Linked DNA regions of Mus musculus: all the other regions are linked to region 1. The links are chromatin contacts, called in public Micro-C and promoter capture Hi-C maps. All regions are on one chromosome and are shown on one strand. Each heading gives the region's core, a stretch centred on a gene start, on an enhancer-like site or on the middle of the called end of the contact. The rest is flanking DNA. Distances are from core to core; before and after follow the strand shown.

Evidence for each region. Promoter capture Hi-C pulls out the DNA fragments that hold promoters and counts their contacts. A called contact is a pair of places that touch in the nucleus more often than the background predicts.
Region 2: a Micro-C map of embryonic stem cells shows a contact between it and region 1, with 8 times the contacts expected there. The contact joins the promoter of Kansl1 here to the promoter of Map3k3 in region 1. A contact is called at or near these places in 2 of 39 promoter capture datasets (cranial neural crest and pre-B cells), 1 of 484 Hi-C or Micro-C datasets (embryonic stem cells) and 3 of 115 datasets of contacts at active chromatin or transcription factors (astrocytes, embryonic stem cells and pancreatic cancer cells).
Region 3: a promoter capture Hi-C map of pre-B cells shows a contact between it and region 1, with 2.2 times the contacts expected there. The contact joins the promoter of Bptf here to the promoter of Map3k3 in region 1. A contact is called at or near these places in 1 of 39 promoter capture datasets (pre-B cells) and 2 of 9 other capture datasets (adipose tissue and liver).

The regions. Positions count from the first base shown.
Region 1 is chr11:106,082,573-106,087,450 of GRCm38.p6, forward strand. Map3k3 (mitogen-activated protein kinase kinase kinase 3) reads left to right here and starts at 2,015. Exons shown (of 16, transcript NM_011947.4): 1 at 2,015-2,361. The coding sequence starts at 2,358.
Region 2 is chr11:104,440,139-104,445,016 of GRCm38.p6, forward strand. It overlaps Kansl1 (KAT8 regulatory NSL complex subunit 1), which reads right to left and starts at 2,182. Exons shown (of 15, transcript NM_001372459.1): 1 at 1,587-2,182.
Region 3 is chr11:107,129,466-107,134,343 of GRCm38.p6, forward strand. Bptf (bromodomain PHD finger transcription factor) reads right to left here and starts at 2,682. Exons shown (of 28, transcript NM_176850.3): 1 at 1,809-2,682. The coding sequence starts at 2,457.

The sequences.
Region 1 (4,878 bases), core at 765-3,264:
CAGTCATTGGAGAGGCTAAGTGAGATTACATGGCTGGGATCTAGTAAATAGCTGGTGTTTTTCCCTATTGTTTCTTCACCAGAAAAAAAAAAAAAGATTATTCTATTTCAGGCACTTCAGTAAATTAGGGACTTCTTTGTTTTGTTTGTTTGTTTGAGACAGGGTTTCTCTGTGTAACCCTGGCTGTTCTGGAACTCACTCTGTAGACCAGGCTGGCCTCAAACTCTGAAATCTGCCTGCCTCTGCCTCTACCTTCCAAGTGCTGGGATTAAAGGCGTTCACCATCATTACCCGGCATAAATTAGGGACTTAATCAAGTGAGAATATGAGACTTGAGAGTTTGAAGAAAAACGAGTTAGATACAGTGGCACAGGCCTTTAATTTTAATCCCAGTACTCAGGGGGTAGAGGCAGATAGATCTGTGAGTTTCAGACCAGACTACAAAGAAGTTCCAGGACTACAGAGAAACCCTGTCTCGGAAAACAAAAAAACAAAAAAACAAAAAAAAAAGTTCCAGGACAGTCTAGGTTAGAGACTCTGTCTCAAACAACAAACACCTCGTACACACACACACACACACACACACACACACACACACACGAGAGAGAGAGAGAGAGAGAGAGAGAGAGAGAGAGAGAGAGAGAGAGGACAATAAAGTTAATAGTATGGGTTGAGAGTGGGGATGAAGAAAAAGAATTGCGTAAGACACTCCTTAAGAGATCTGATACTCCAAAGCCACCTCCTAAGGTAAGTGTTTCTAAATGACAACTGAAAATGGCATCAGATTTTTCTGGAATCTGAAATATGTCATTGGAACTGTCTCCAGAGAAAGGGAAGCCACACTAACTGTGGTAGAGTTGGAATCTTAAGACTGGGTGTATGAATTATTGAAACAATGGAGGTTGAAAAAGTTAATCACAATGCTCTTTTGAAAGATCACACAGCCAGTACAATTGTTTTGAGACAATATTTAGTGGCACAGGAAGCACAAAAGTGTAAGCACACCAGAAAACAATATGAAGTTATTTTTTGTCTAACGTTGCATATCTAGGTAGGAAATAGATAAAACTATCTTCAGGGTAGGGCTTTTCTTTCTGTTTTCCTGCACTTTTAAGTTTTCTTTTAAAAACGTGTCTCGCTTTTATAATTCTAAGAGCAAAACTTGTCCAAAAGCAACTCTAGCAGAACTCAGAATGTGGGGACCCACATTCCAGCACTAGCCTAGCCTTTGAAGACGGAGTATCAGGTGTGGCCTCGGAGGTCTGAGACCCAGGGGGATGAGAGAAGTAACAAGACCATCCCCCTGCCTGTAAGCCGAGGCTACTCAGGGTATCGCGCAGCTCAAGTAGCCTGAAAGCATCGAGCCAAACCTTCCCTGCCCAATCCGCGCCAGACACTTTGCCCCAGCAGGGGCCGGACACCTCAGCACCTCGAGGTCGCCAACAACCGACAACCATAGGGCCGAAGGTTTTCTTTTTCTGAGGGCCTCTACAGAAGACGACTTTGCAAGGCGCCAGGCCGGGGTAGCCGCCGAGGGGAACGGCGCCAGCCCGCGCGCCCGCCGAGGGTTCCGCAACTGAGCAGAGGGTTGTGGGCGGAGCCTCAAGCCGGAGCAGTGATTGGAGCAGCCCACACCTTGGCCAGAGAGGCTGAGAGCGCCAGCTAGCGACACTCCGCGGCGGGTACTCAGCGCTCTCTCCGTGATTGGCTAGGCGCGAGAGGACGGGCGCTGTCTCAGTGATTGGCAGGCTCTAGCCAGCCCTCGGAAATCGCCTTGACTTCGCCCATTGGCATCCTGTGAGAGTAGGCGGGATTGGTCCGTCGTGATTAGCTGGCGGATGAGAGTGAGGGCGTTGGGAGAGAGCGGGGAGGAGGAGGCGGGAGTATCTGACTTCCTCCTGGTTATTGGCTGGTAATGAGAGTGGGGGTAGTGCCAAGGCCCAGCGGCTGCATGCGATTGGCAGATGCTGGCATGAGTGACAGGCTGCAAGGCTTGCTGCGCGCCCAGCGGTTTGTTTTTCGGAGCGTTCCTGAGGTGGAGAACAGTGGCCGGTCGGAGCGTCTTCTGGACTTCAGGACTCGCAGGCGGCCCGGTCGAGTGGCGCCGCCGAGGCCGGGTTGGGCCGAGCCTGGGAGCGCCGGGGATGTAGCGGGCCAACCTGCTCATGCCACAGCGCCCGGCCGCGGCCGGAGCCGGAGCCTGGGGAGGCGGCGGGGGCCCCGAGCGCAGCCCACGGCCCCCGCGCGGAGCCAGGCCCGCTGCCGTCCCCGCCGCCCGCTCCCCCGGCATGCAGCCCCGGCTGCGGAGGTGACACTTCTGGGCTGTAGTCGCCACCGCCGCCTCCGCCATCGCCACCATGGGTGAGTACCGCCACCGCCCCGGCCTGTGCCCGCGCTGCTTCGCGACGCCCCGCCCCAGGCTGAGGGGAGGAGGACCCTGGGCCGCCGCCTGACAAGGCATGGACAGTTCGCCGGGCCCGGGGCTGAGGATCGCGGACCGCTCGCCTCTCCGCGGTGCCTCGATCGGGGCGCCGTTCTGGCTACCTCCGGGGGTGCCCTACCGGCCAAACCCACTCGGCAACTCTCTTTCCGGGCATGCGGCCGGCGTATCCCGGGGAGGGGTCTGCGGGACCGAGGCCCGTCGGGCGGCCCACTGCGGTCCCCAGCGAGCTGGCGCGCGAGCTTGAGGGTGGGGGAGCCGGAGCTCAGTGTGGGGCCGGGGCTGGAGCCTGGTGCAGGCCCAGCTGCTGTTGTGTCTTTTCCTTGATTTGCTTTTTTTTTTTTTTTTTTTTCCTGCCTGTGTCATTTCCTTCCCTTTGCTCACACAGGCTGGCCTGTGAGTTCCCGGGGCTTTGCTCTGGAGCTCTGTGCGCTCTCCTGCGCGGGGGAGGGGGACGCGGGGGGAGGGTATGCGGGGCATCCACTGCGACGCTATTCGACGCGGATCCCTGTTAGCAATAGCAGGCTTGAGAAATGCGAGCTGCGCTCCTCGCAGATTACTGGAAGTTAAGAATCCTTGAGCGCTGAGGGTTATAACTCAAACCCTACTTTTGGAAAAACCCGGCTTTTATATTTATCCTGCGCTACCCCTGCAACTATGTAACTTTTTGAAAGAGGCATTCGGTACATAAAAGGATCACTATGAAATCATTTCCTTTTTGTCAGTATTTGTAATTCTCCTGTGAAGATGTAATCTAAGAAAAGTTTTTTTAATGCCTTCTACAAAATATTTGAGCTGTTTTATATATATTTTGCATAATTTTGGTTCTTTATCAAAAAGTCTTGGACTTAGCTAAGGAATGTGTGACATTTTAAATATATTTTGCTTCCCCAGTTGGGGCAGGTATTGTGATGCTCATTTTCCTGGTCTCAATCAGGTTTTGCAAAAATATTTAGTATTATTCTAAGTCAGAAAGGGGTGAAATTTAGTGAAAGTCTCCTTTGCAGAAGTATTCATTGCTTGTGTGAGTGCTCCATAAGATGAAATGCTAATGTTTGTTTTGCCCTAAAGCAAGGTCAAGTCATTTTTGTAGGAGGTTTTGTGGGTGCAGTAGCAAATTGGCCAGATACTCGATTGTGGTGGAACTCCTTACTCTGGCTTTAAGTTAATTGCTTTGTTCTTTATCAGACTGCCCCTCATACAGTATGGGAAGGATTTGTTCATTTGCTGGGTTTTCTATTCCCTTTCCATGCTATATTTCAGATTTTTTTTTCTATAGAACTCTCATCTGAGAGACACCAAAGGAAACTAGTAAGGATTTACATTTCAACATTTATTTATTCACATGTCTAATACAATATATTCCAATAAATGTTTATGGAATGCTTATTATATGGGGCACATATTTCCTTATATATTATTGGGGAACAGAATTCTTTTTATCCTTCCCTGTTTCCCCACATTTACCTACTGCTACAGACTTTAAGCTAGATCTTTGAATTATGGACCTGTATTGTAATAGTCTTATACGCTTTCCTTCTTGCCCGGTGTGTGAGCCTTAAGTCGCAAACGGGAGTATGAGACCCTTGAGGATATACAGACCTCACATGGAACACTTTGGTTGTAAAACCAGTGTGTGAGTATCCAATAATGACGGCAACGTCTCATTATCTAGTATGAAAATAGAGGAGAGCCTGTTTTCAAATTTGAAGATGTTTTCAGCTAGTGTATGAACATGTTTTCGGAAAGGCCTTGCTGGGAGGAAAGAAACTCCGTGGGTAAAGTCCCAAAGGAAAAAGAACAGGGAGCATGGTGTCTTTTTATTTGAGCCCATGTCACTTTTTAAATGTATTTGTGTTTCCAGTGCTGGGCATCAAACCTAAGTCTTGTGAAGGCTAGGCAGGCATCTGTCACTGAGCTCCGTCCCTAGCATTCTCTTAAATACCTTTGCTTTCCTCTCTCTGTCTTTCTCTCACATTTAAAAAATTATTTATTTTTATTTCATCTGCATTGGTGTTTTGCTTGCATGTATACCTGTGTGAGGGTGTGAGCTACAGACAGTTTTGAGCTGCTATGTGTGTGCTGGGAATTGAACCCAAGTTGTCTGGAAGATCACCCTGTATGTCTTCTTAACTTCTAAGCCATCTCTCTAGCTCTTTCTTTCTTCCTTTTTTGTTTTTGTTGTTTGTTGTTGTTCTGAGATAGTCTTCTTGTGTAGTCCTAGCTACCCTGGAACTTGCTGTGTAGACCAGGCTGTTCTTAAATTTATTGTAATTCCTGTTTCCTCAGAACCTAATAAACAAACAAACTCAAACATTTAATAAAGAAGAATCTAATTTCTTAATATTTTCATTACATTTAAACTCCAGGCCAGTGACTAGAGGCTAAAATTAATTTGCATATCTGCTCTGCAGATACTTTAATCCATAGTCATATTT
Region 2 (4,878 bases), core at 932-3,431, 1.6 Mb before region 1:
CAAAAATGCAACAAAGAAACACATCAAAAGTATCCACTGTCAGAAGAAAAAAAAAAAAAAGTCTCAACTGACAACAGCTGCAGTTAATTGAAAATTTCTAAATTGGTAGGAGAATAAGACAAGAAACCAAGTACAGCCCATAGAAGAGAGGAAAGGGAAACACGCCCACTTTATGCTTTTGTAAATACTGGTACTTCAAATGACCTTAAAAACAAAAACAAAAAAGGGAGGTGGGGTGGGAAATATAAACTGCAGACCAGTCTAAGAAACAGAAATCATTTTAATATAACGATTTTCCTACTTGATTGAAAGTACTTTTGAGAAGAAGTTCTGTAACTATATCATGATTATGCAAGGCAAGGATTATGTAATTTTATCGTTTATTTTAAAATGTTCTCCGAATGTATTAAAAAAAAAAAACCCTAGAGCATTGTGATCTCTCTAATGGGCAGAGGGACACTTACTTGGCTACAGCTTAAAATATTAACATACACCCCCCCAAACAAACAAACAAAACCCCACAATGATTGCTAGCCACGTGACGAAGGATATGGCAACACCAGGATTGTGAATGGAGGGGAGGAAAGCTAGGTTGGAGGACTAGCGAGATTTCTCTTAACTTTGGGGACTGCAGGATTCGGGTTTCTCAATCTTTAAGGTACCAAATTCTAACCCCTAAGAGTTGTACAGCTAACACCCTCAAGTGCGGTTTTATTAATAGGTCACGGAAAATGCTCCAGTGACCTCCAGGATAAAGGAGGAAAAAACAGGCGGAGGAAAGAGCAATTTAAAGTGGCGCCATCATGTCACCCCTTTTCCCCTAAGGCAATCAATAAGCAATAGTTAAGTAACGAGTTTCTCTAAAAATCCACATTGGGATTCCAACATTGGAAAACAAAAGGATTTCTAGGTAAAACATGGGAGTAAGATTGTTTACAATACGGAAAACAATTATAAACTATTTGCTGAGAATCAAAGGCCGTCAGTCCGAAAACAGGCCCCCCCAAAAGCAGTAAGATTCCAACTCACTTAAAAGCAAATAAATGCCTCTTCCTCTTTAGTTGAAAAAAAGGGCTGCCTGAGACTAGATCCGAAAACGCAAATGACCTCAATATTTAAGCAACAAAAAATGTTAACAATCAGAGTTGTGATACAAACCGTGAGACAGACATGCAAGATGTGTTTGAGCAAAGAAAGACCTTTTGCAGTCAAGAGAAGTTCAAGGCGAGAGCAAGAGTTTGTTTTTGGTCTTTTTGTTTTTGCTTTTTTTTTTTTTTTTTTTCGGAAATAAACCAGGTTCTCCAGGCCGCCTTTTTAAATAGAACGCCAAAGGAAAGCCCAGCGAACGAGGCGGCAGCTGGTGGGGAAGGGCCCCCGCACACCCCCGCCCTTGGGGCGACTCCCAGCCCGGACCCGCAGCGGGGAAGCCCGGAGAGGCCATTTAAAGTTCCGGGGATTTTTCTTCCCCTGCCCAGCCTTTCTAGTTACAACTAACAAAGAGAGGGAGAAATGGGAACCACAGGGAGAGCGAGGAGAAGGAGAAAGGGCAGCGGGAGGAGGAGGAAAGGAGCAGCAGCAGCACCTACCACGTGATGGAGGAGCGTAGCCCGGGCGGATTCGGCCCCACAAAATGGGCGCAGTTTGCAAACAGCCCCCCGGCCTGGGCGCCGAGGACCAGCGGGCGGGGGCGCGCGGCTGCTGCTCCGGCCCGGCCCGCCGCTCTCCTCCCCCCCGGCGCCCGGAGCCGCCCTGACTTTCCGGGCGGGGGGGCGAGGCGGAGGGGGAGGGGAAGGCGGCGGCGGCGGGGAGCGGCTGCTTTTTCTTCTCTTTCGGGCCCTTTCTCCGGCCTTCCTCCGTTCCGACCCGGCCTGGGCACGGCGGGGACCGCAGCCCCGGGCGGGCGGGGGCAGAGGGTAAAGCTGCCCCCCCCGCCCCGCACAAACAAGCGCCGCCGTCTGCAGCCCGCGCCCGCACCCCGGCCGCCACCCCGGGAGCTTCTTCCCGGCCGGGGAGCGCACTTCGGCCGCCCCCCAAGCCGCCGCGGCGAGACGAGTCGGCTTCGCTACGGCGCTTGGTTCTCCCGCCGGCTCAGCGAGCGGTGGCGGTGGCGGCGGCGGCACTGGGAAAATGGCGGCCGAGCTCCTTTTCCCTCCCCCCCTTTAATCTGAAGCGGAGGGAGAATGGAGCGAGCAAGCGAGCGGGCGAGTGCCGGGGACACGGGGAGGAGGGACAGCAGCGCCTCCGCCGGCTGCGGCTGCGGCGGGCCGCTCCGCCCCGGCGCGCCGCCAGGGGGCGCCCGCCTCGCCGCCCCCGCGGGCTGCCAGGAGGCGCGGCCGCCGCCGCCTCAGTCATGGCTCCTAGCCGCGGCCGCTGCTTCTGCGCCTCTGTTTGCGGAAACCGGTGCCTGGTGCCTGATACGTGCGGCAGCGACACGCGGCACTGCGGCAAGCGACGCGGGGCCCTCGCTTCGATCGAGGTGAGGCTAACCTGAGGCGCTGATGCCGTCACATTCCCTCGGCTCTGTGGCTGGCGGTGCTGCGCGCCGGTTTGAGGGGAGGGCGGACTGACACAGCAGAGCTAGAGGACGTGAGCGAAGAACTGTGTGTGCAGTGAATGAAGAAGCTGCTGCGGCCACACTACCCCAGGGCCAACCGTGCTCTGAGACGGGCAGGAAGCTCCCTGACCAGTGACGCGGTCCCTGCCACCCGCCCTTTGTCCTACACCCTGCTCTGTACACTGCAGCACACGGCTGGCTGCTAGCCCTAGCGCCACGCTCTGCAGCCGCCAAACCAAAAAATAAGCGGACGCCATTGCGCAGGCGCGAGCTAGGACCGACTCGGGGCTAGCCCGGGCAGGGGCAGCTGGGAGCTAGAGGGGAAATGATGGCCCACCAGCGCCGGGCCCGCTGGGAACTGTAGTTTTCGTTAAGCCCGCGTGTTGTTTTAGGCTTCTTGATTTGTCAGATCCGCCAAAATAGGCAAAAACGCATTCATTACACAGTAATTTTTTTGTTTCCTGCTACTACCAAATTAAAGTTCACAGACCCGCTAAAAGTTTAACAATGAACAACAAAAGCAAACCTGTCATGTTCTTACCAGCGTTGACTTAAAAGTAGTGGCACCTAATTACTCTTGACTCTAGTTTGTCAGCACGATATCGGTTCCTTCCTCCCAAATAAGGTTTAATATCAGAGAACATTTTCTGGACTTAGAAAACTTAATATAACGCAAAGTGACACATTACACAGTACAAATCCACCACCCTTTAAAGCTAACCATGTCCAAAGATTATTAGGACTCACCAAAATCAAATAGCATAAAACTTGTTCCAACAACTAAATCACCAAGCTCAGCAGATGAGAAGAGTAGAGTCTACCAAAAGGAAGATGTAAAATGCTCAATACTTTGTGTGGTTTACCAAACCAGTATCCGGTGTTATGTGTCACTTCAGCTCCTCAAAAAAAAAAAACTATTGTTATAGACCAGTTTTCATTAGCCCACAAAGTCTCTAACTCAACAAGTTTCTGCAGTATCTGCATCTATATTTCTCTTGAATTTCCATCTGCATTTTTAAAATTACACTCTCAAACATGATCTTGGTTTTCAAATATCAAAGGCAGGAGACAACATAGAGTCAATACACAGGGATAAACTGATAGATGTATACATATTTACATATGCATCCAAAAAAGATCAATAGTTTGGGCTTTTTAACTTATAATACAGGTAAGATTGTGTGTTTGCATGTGTGTGTATGTATGTGTGTGTGTGTGCGCGAGAGAGAGAGCATATATATTCACATAAACAGTAATGCCACAGAGGATGTTTATACATAATTACAGGACCAACAGATGGTGACCTAGAGCCCTAATCTGAAGATAACAAAATCTAAATTAGCTGAATGAAAATAAGGCAAAGCTTTCTACAATATTCTTAAATTTAATTTCTTAAATATTAGTGAAAGAAACTCTTTATAACAATGTTATTAACTATCCAAACTCTTAAAATCTTGACTATCTACACAGTCATGGTGCTGCATGCCATTTATAATTTCAGCACTAGGAAAAGAGATGCAGGAGAACTCTGTGAGTTCAAGGCCAGCCTGTTCTACATACTGAGTTCTGTGACAGCTGGGTATAGACACTCAGGCAGATTTCTGAGTTCGAGGCCAGCCTGGTCTACAGAGTGAGTTCCAGGACAGCCAGAGCTACACAGAGAAACCCTGTCTCAAAAAACAAAAACAAAACAAACAAACAAACAAAAAAACCACAACAGAAACTTCACTACCTAACTCAAGCATATTGACACATGCATTCAATTCCAGCATTTCAGTGGGGGTGGGGAAAGCATGAAAATCCAGAGTTCCTGAATCTCAGTATAACCAGTCCAATAATAAAAAAATAAAAATACAAAAACACAAAACAACAACAAAACTAAGTACCAAGTTTATGAACAACTGCATTCAAAGTGAGCAACTACTGACAAAAATCTATACATAAGACAGAGTTTCTCATGTACCCCTAGCTGTCCTCTCCCTGTAGACTAGGCTGGCCTTGAACTGTGAGATCCGCCTGCCTCTGCCTCCGATTAAAGGTGTGTGCCACCACGCCCACAGAGGAGGTTTTGAAAAAGAAATGTATTTCTTTAAAGACTTCCGGTCTTAAAAAAAAAAAAAAAAAAAAAGACTTCGGTCTAAGTCAGACATGAAGAAACCCTGTCTCGAAAACCAAAAAAAAAAAAACCTAAGAACCTCCTCTAGAGACAGGCTTGGTGACAACTTCTCAAATTCTATCAATCCCAAGGTGGATCCGGAGAGATCAGGCATTCAAGGTCATCCTTAGCTATACATCAACACATAGACTTTCTAGACCAGCTACAG
Region 3 (4,878 bases), core at 1,432-3,931, 1.0 Mb after region 1:
GTACTTACATACAATGTAAATAAATAAATTAAAAAAAAAAAAAAAAAGAATCCCTAACCACAAATTGCAGTTTAATTCAGCATTTTCATGGTCTTCAGTTCATCAGAACTGTTGGCCAGGTCTTCAAGGAGTTAAAAAGTTAGCTGAACTACCCTGCCAAAATGCCTCAGTCCTAACTCAAAAACTAACTTCCTCCACTACTGCTGTCTTCAGCTCAATTTTGAGCTCTTGATGCAGATGCCCAACTCGTAATTTCTTAAAGTAAAACCTAGTACTATAAAAGACACACTAAACTAAGTTGGCAAGAAATTAAACTTGCTAAAAGATAGCCCCTCCCTCCAGGTCCCATAAAATAGGCAACCTTCTTCAAGACAGGCAAAGGAAACTAGCTTTTTTCACTTGGTGTTAACCAATCTAATCTGGCTTAATTCTCATACTTGCAGCAGTTAGGATCTTAAGCAGTTATAAATGAAAACACTTAAATTTAACCACTCCTAGTACCCTCATCTTCTCTGAAAAACGGTAGACAGGCTCTCATAGGAAAAACCCTCATATGTCCTCACTTACTTTGTAAATGTCCTTACAATTAGATCTTAATTTTATCAATCAGGTGAATAAAAACTTAAGAAAAAGCCTGAAAGTCTGTTGCTACAAGTTAAGGGTCCCCCCCCCCCATAACTATTCATTTAATACAAAGGAGCAATTGCACATGTGCCTTTTACTTGACCCACATCTCAGGACCCACCTCAAGAAATTATTCGAGAAAACATCAGAGAATTCACCACTACTGATGAAGCCCACCGCTGATTCAGGAAGGGCTTTTTCCTCAGAAACAGAATAACAAGAAAAAGTCCTGTCGGGTCCAATCTGACACTTCTATACCGTGACTTCAAAAAGTTCATCTTTGGCAATTGCGCCTAGATGATCAACCACACATCTTCGGCAACAGGTGCCACGAAACTGCCATCTCCCACGCAAAGTCAAAATCAATCTGGTTAGGACACACGGCCCCGTGGTGTTATACTTTTATTTGGAACTTAACCAGAGTACTTTTAAATCGGAAGGATTGCCAAACTTGGTTTGGTCTAGTTTTCTGCTTTGCTCTTTAATCAGCATTTACCAGCAACTGTTGCACGCGACCATGAGTACTCACTCGAAGAACACAAACAAGCGCTCAGGACCCCAGGAAGCTCCCAAGCTCACCGAACAACAATCCTTCCTCCAAAACAGTTACCAAACTAGCTAACTAGGGTGTAGGAAAGGGAGAACGTCTAGGTGTGGTACCACCATCGAAATTCTCTTTTAAGGAACAGATAATTTTTCTTTTAAATCTAAAACAAAACGTATTAGACATGCAACGGTTTGCAAAGCAGGAGGCTTCTTTCATCGCAAAATAAATAAATAAAATACTCGTACCAAAACAAGGGGAGAAAGACGAACTCAATGGATACTTGTGTGCCAAAGTTTCAATCCTGCCTGGTGGAGCCACCGCACTTGGCACAAATTTTGAAGGGGATAAAGAGGGAGGGGGGAGAAGAGCGAACGAGTCTGTGGCCTGCAAACTGCAACAATGCAATCTCCATTTTGAACAATGCGCCTCTTTCCTCTTGCAAATCTAGTTTTGTTTTTGTCTTTTTTTTCTTTTTTTTTTTTTTTTTTTGTCACTAGACGCGCCGTGGCCTCCGCGTGGGGGACAGGCCGGGAAGGGGGGGGGGAGCTAGGAAGCAGGATGCACTGCACTGGAGAGGGAGCAAGCCAGGGGGAGGGAGGAGGTGGGGAAGGAGTCTCCCGGCGGCCTGGGTGGTTACCTGGAGTGCTGCTGTATGTACTATGGCTCCTGAAGCTGCTTTCCGTGCAGTAACTAGCGTCGTCGTCGTCGTCTTCCATCTCCTCCGGATAATCGGAGTCATCGTCGTCTTCTTCCATGTCATCTTCCTCCTCGTCCTCGGAATCCTGGGTCTCCTCGGCGTCGCCATCCTCCTCCTCCTCCTCGTCCTCCTCCGAGACCATGTCCTCCTCCTCGTCGTCGTCGTCACTCTCGTGGTCATCGTACACCACTTTGTTGACGGCGCGGCGGGCCGGGGTGGTCCGGGCCAGGTGGCCGCCCCCGCCCCCCGTCCTGCCGCCCCCGCCTCCTCGGCCCCCCCGGCCCGGGCCGCTGGCGCTGCTGCCGGAGGCCGGCGGTGGCGGTGGCGGCTGTTTCCTGCGGCCGCCCCCCCTGGGCGAGCTCAACCGGGTCTTGGGCGCCACCTCAGCCTGGGCGGCGGCCCACCTGCCCCGACTGCTGCCGCGGTGCCGCGAGCGCAGCCCCCCTATGGGTCCGGAGGCGGGCGGCGGCGGCGGCGGCGGTGGCGGCGGCGGTGGTGGCGGCGGCGGCGGCGGCGGCGGGGCCGGGGCGCAGCGCTCCGCAGCAGGAGCCGCGGGCTGCTTGGGCGGCCTGCCCCGCCGGCCCCTCATGTCGGAGCCGCGGCTTGCGGGGGGGTGGGGGGGGAGCGGAAGGGGTGGGGGAGGGGCGCGGGGGGCGCCGGGGCCGAGGGGGAGGGGAGGGCGCCGGGGTCCGGGCGGGAGGGGCGCGGCCCGGCAGCGGCGGGGTGGAGGGAGAAGGCTCAGTCCGAATTGCCGGGGCCCCGCTCCGGATCGCCTGCAGCCGCCATCTTGTTTCTTCCCTCTCGCTCGGTGACTGGGGGAACCGACAGCGGCCGCAGGCCCGGAGCGCGGTCACGTGAGCTGCGCCGCCCGACGAGCCTGGGACAGAGCGAGGCGGCGCGGCGGCCGCTAGGGGGAGCGCGGGAGCGGCGCGGCGGGGGCGGGGAGGCCCCGGAGCGCCCCTGCGCGGCTGCACGGCGGCGGCGCAGGAGCGAGATGGGTAGCGTGGGGTGTCCCCCCAGGCTGGGGTCTCCTCCTGGGAGACCACCTCCCCCTCAGCTGAGGTCTTAGGGAGACCTCAATGCGTGTCTCCCAAACCGGGGCCGGAAAACAGGGAATTTTCCTCCCAAGTCGCCGGTCCTTTTGGGAAACTAATGCAAAAAAAGGGGAGAGGGGCGTCTCGCGTAGAGGCACGACTTACAGACTGGGGGCAGTCACTACGCAAAGCCACCCACGCAGGTACAGGAGCTGGAGCTAAGTCAGTCCCAATAGAGAGCTCCCAAAGGCTTGGATCTAGAGGGTCCTGAAGTTGTTCCAGGAATGCACGCTGGGAGCCACACCCCCAGCGTGGTTTCACTGACTTTCCTGAGTTCCCACCCTCAGAGCCCGGGGTTAAATTCCAGAGCGTGGTTCCTAGCGGCCTCCAGGCACCTTTCTCTCTTCCCAGCTACGAACTTCCACACCTCAGCCAGAACTTAAGGATAGGAAGGATGGCGTCCTGTCTAGAATTGGCTTCACAAAGTTATGTGTTTGTGTTACCTGGAAATAATGTCTACCTGACAAATTACCAGTCTTGGTTTGACCTAGGGTGCTAGTCACTAAAGTGAAATCGCAGGCACATGCACCAAATGTTGCTAAATTGAGGTGGCTCAACACAGGGTCCTCGGGGTGGACTCTGGAAAGAAAAGAAAGGTTTAAGGAACCTATATGAGTGATTATTAATAGATGTGAGAACAGAAAAAGTAATTTGAAGAAAAATCGTTAATAGGATTCAGCCCACTAACTAACTGACTTATTACAATATAGTTCGGTGAATAGAAATGAAGTGAAAATTACTAATTGCCAACTAAGTTATTATGTATTCACTTTGGTTGATCTCTGAGAGTGGTAAACTTACCCACAGGGACCTCATAAGACACCAAAGGAAAGAAAGTAAGCCACAAGAGTTCTTGGGTAAACAAAGGCTGCAGCTATAGCAATGCAGGCCCAAATAAGCAGATCTTCTGATATTCCTTGGTGATAGTGGGTGTTTTATTTTGTTTTATTAGGGCAAGGTCTCGCTGTAAGGCCCTGGATAGCCTGGAAATCACTATGTAGACCAGGCTGCCCTCCAGCTCCTAGTAGAGATCCACCAGCCTCTGCTGGGAGCAAAGGTATATGGCACCACACCCTGCAGTGGTGGGTTTTGCCAGACTCTCACTATGAACTCCAAGCTGCTGTCAAACTTGTGAACCTCCTGCTTCAGCCTCACAAACTCTGGGATTACAGACAGGTCCCTCCATGCAGGTTTCAAATCTTCTATATTTTTCAAGAGACTATAAAGGTTTTATCTGAAACGTGTTTGTACATTTGTTTTTAGATAGAGTGACCTAGCCTGGCATCAAACTCTGGGCTGTGGGGTGACACATGTGCCATTATGCCTCTATCTATCTATCTATCTATCTATATATATATATATATCGTGTGTGTGTGTGTGTGTGTGTGTGTGTGTGTGTGTGTGTGTAGACAGAGTAAAGTTATTTAACAGACAGGCAAACAGGATGCCTCATGGGTAAAGATCCTCGCCACCACACCTTTTGGCCTCTGTTCAATCCCTGCAACCCACAAGAAGACAACCTTGTGGGTATAACAGCAAGCCTTTAATCCCAGCACTCAGGAGGCAAAGGGCGACCCAGAGATACTGTCTCAAAAATAAAGAGAGGAGAGATCCAGCTCCCAAAAATTTCTCTTCAAAGTCTACAAACCCACACAAAAACACAAATAAGGGCTGGAGAGATGGCTCAGTGGTTAAGAGCACCGACTGCTCTTCTGAAGGTCCTGAGTTCAAATCCCAGCAACCACATGGTGGCTCACAACCATCCGTAATGAGATCTGACGCCCTCTTCTGGTGCATCTGAAGACAGCTACAGTGTACTTAAATATAATAATAAATAAATCTTTTTAAAAAAACACAAATAAATAAATGTCAAAGTTTTTTTTTTTTTTTTGGTTTTTTTGAGACAGGGTTTCTCT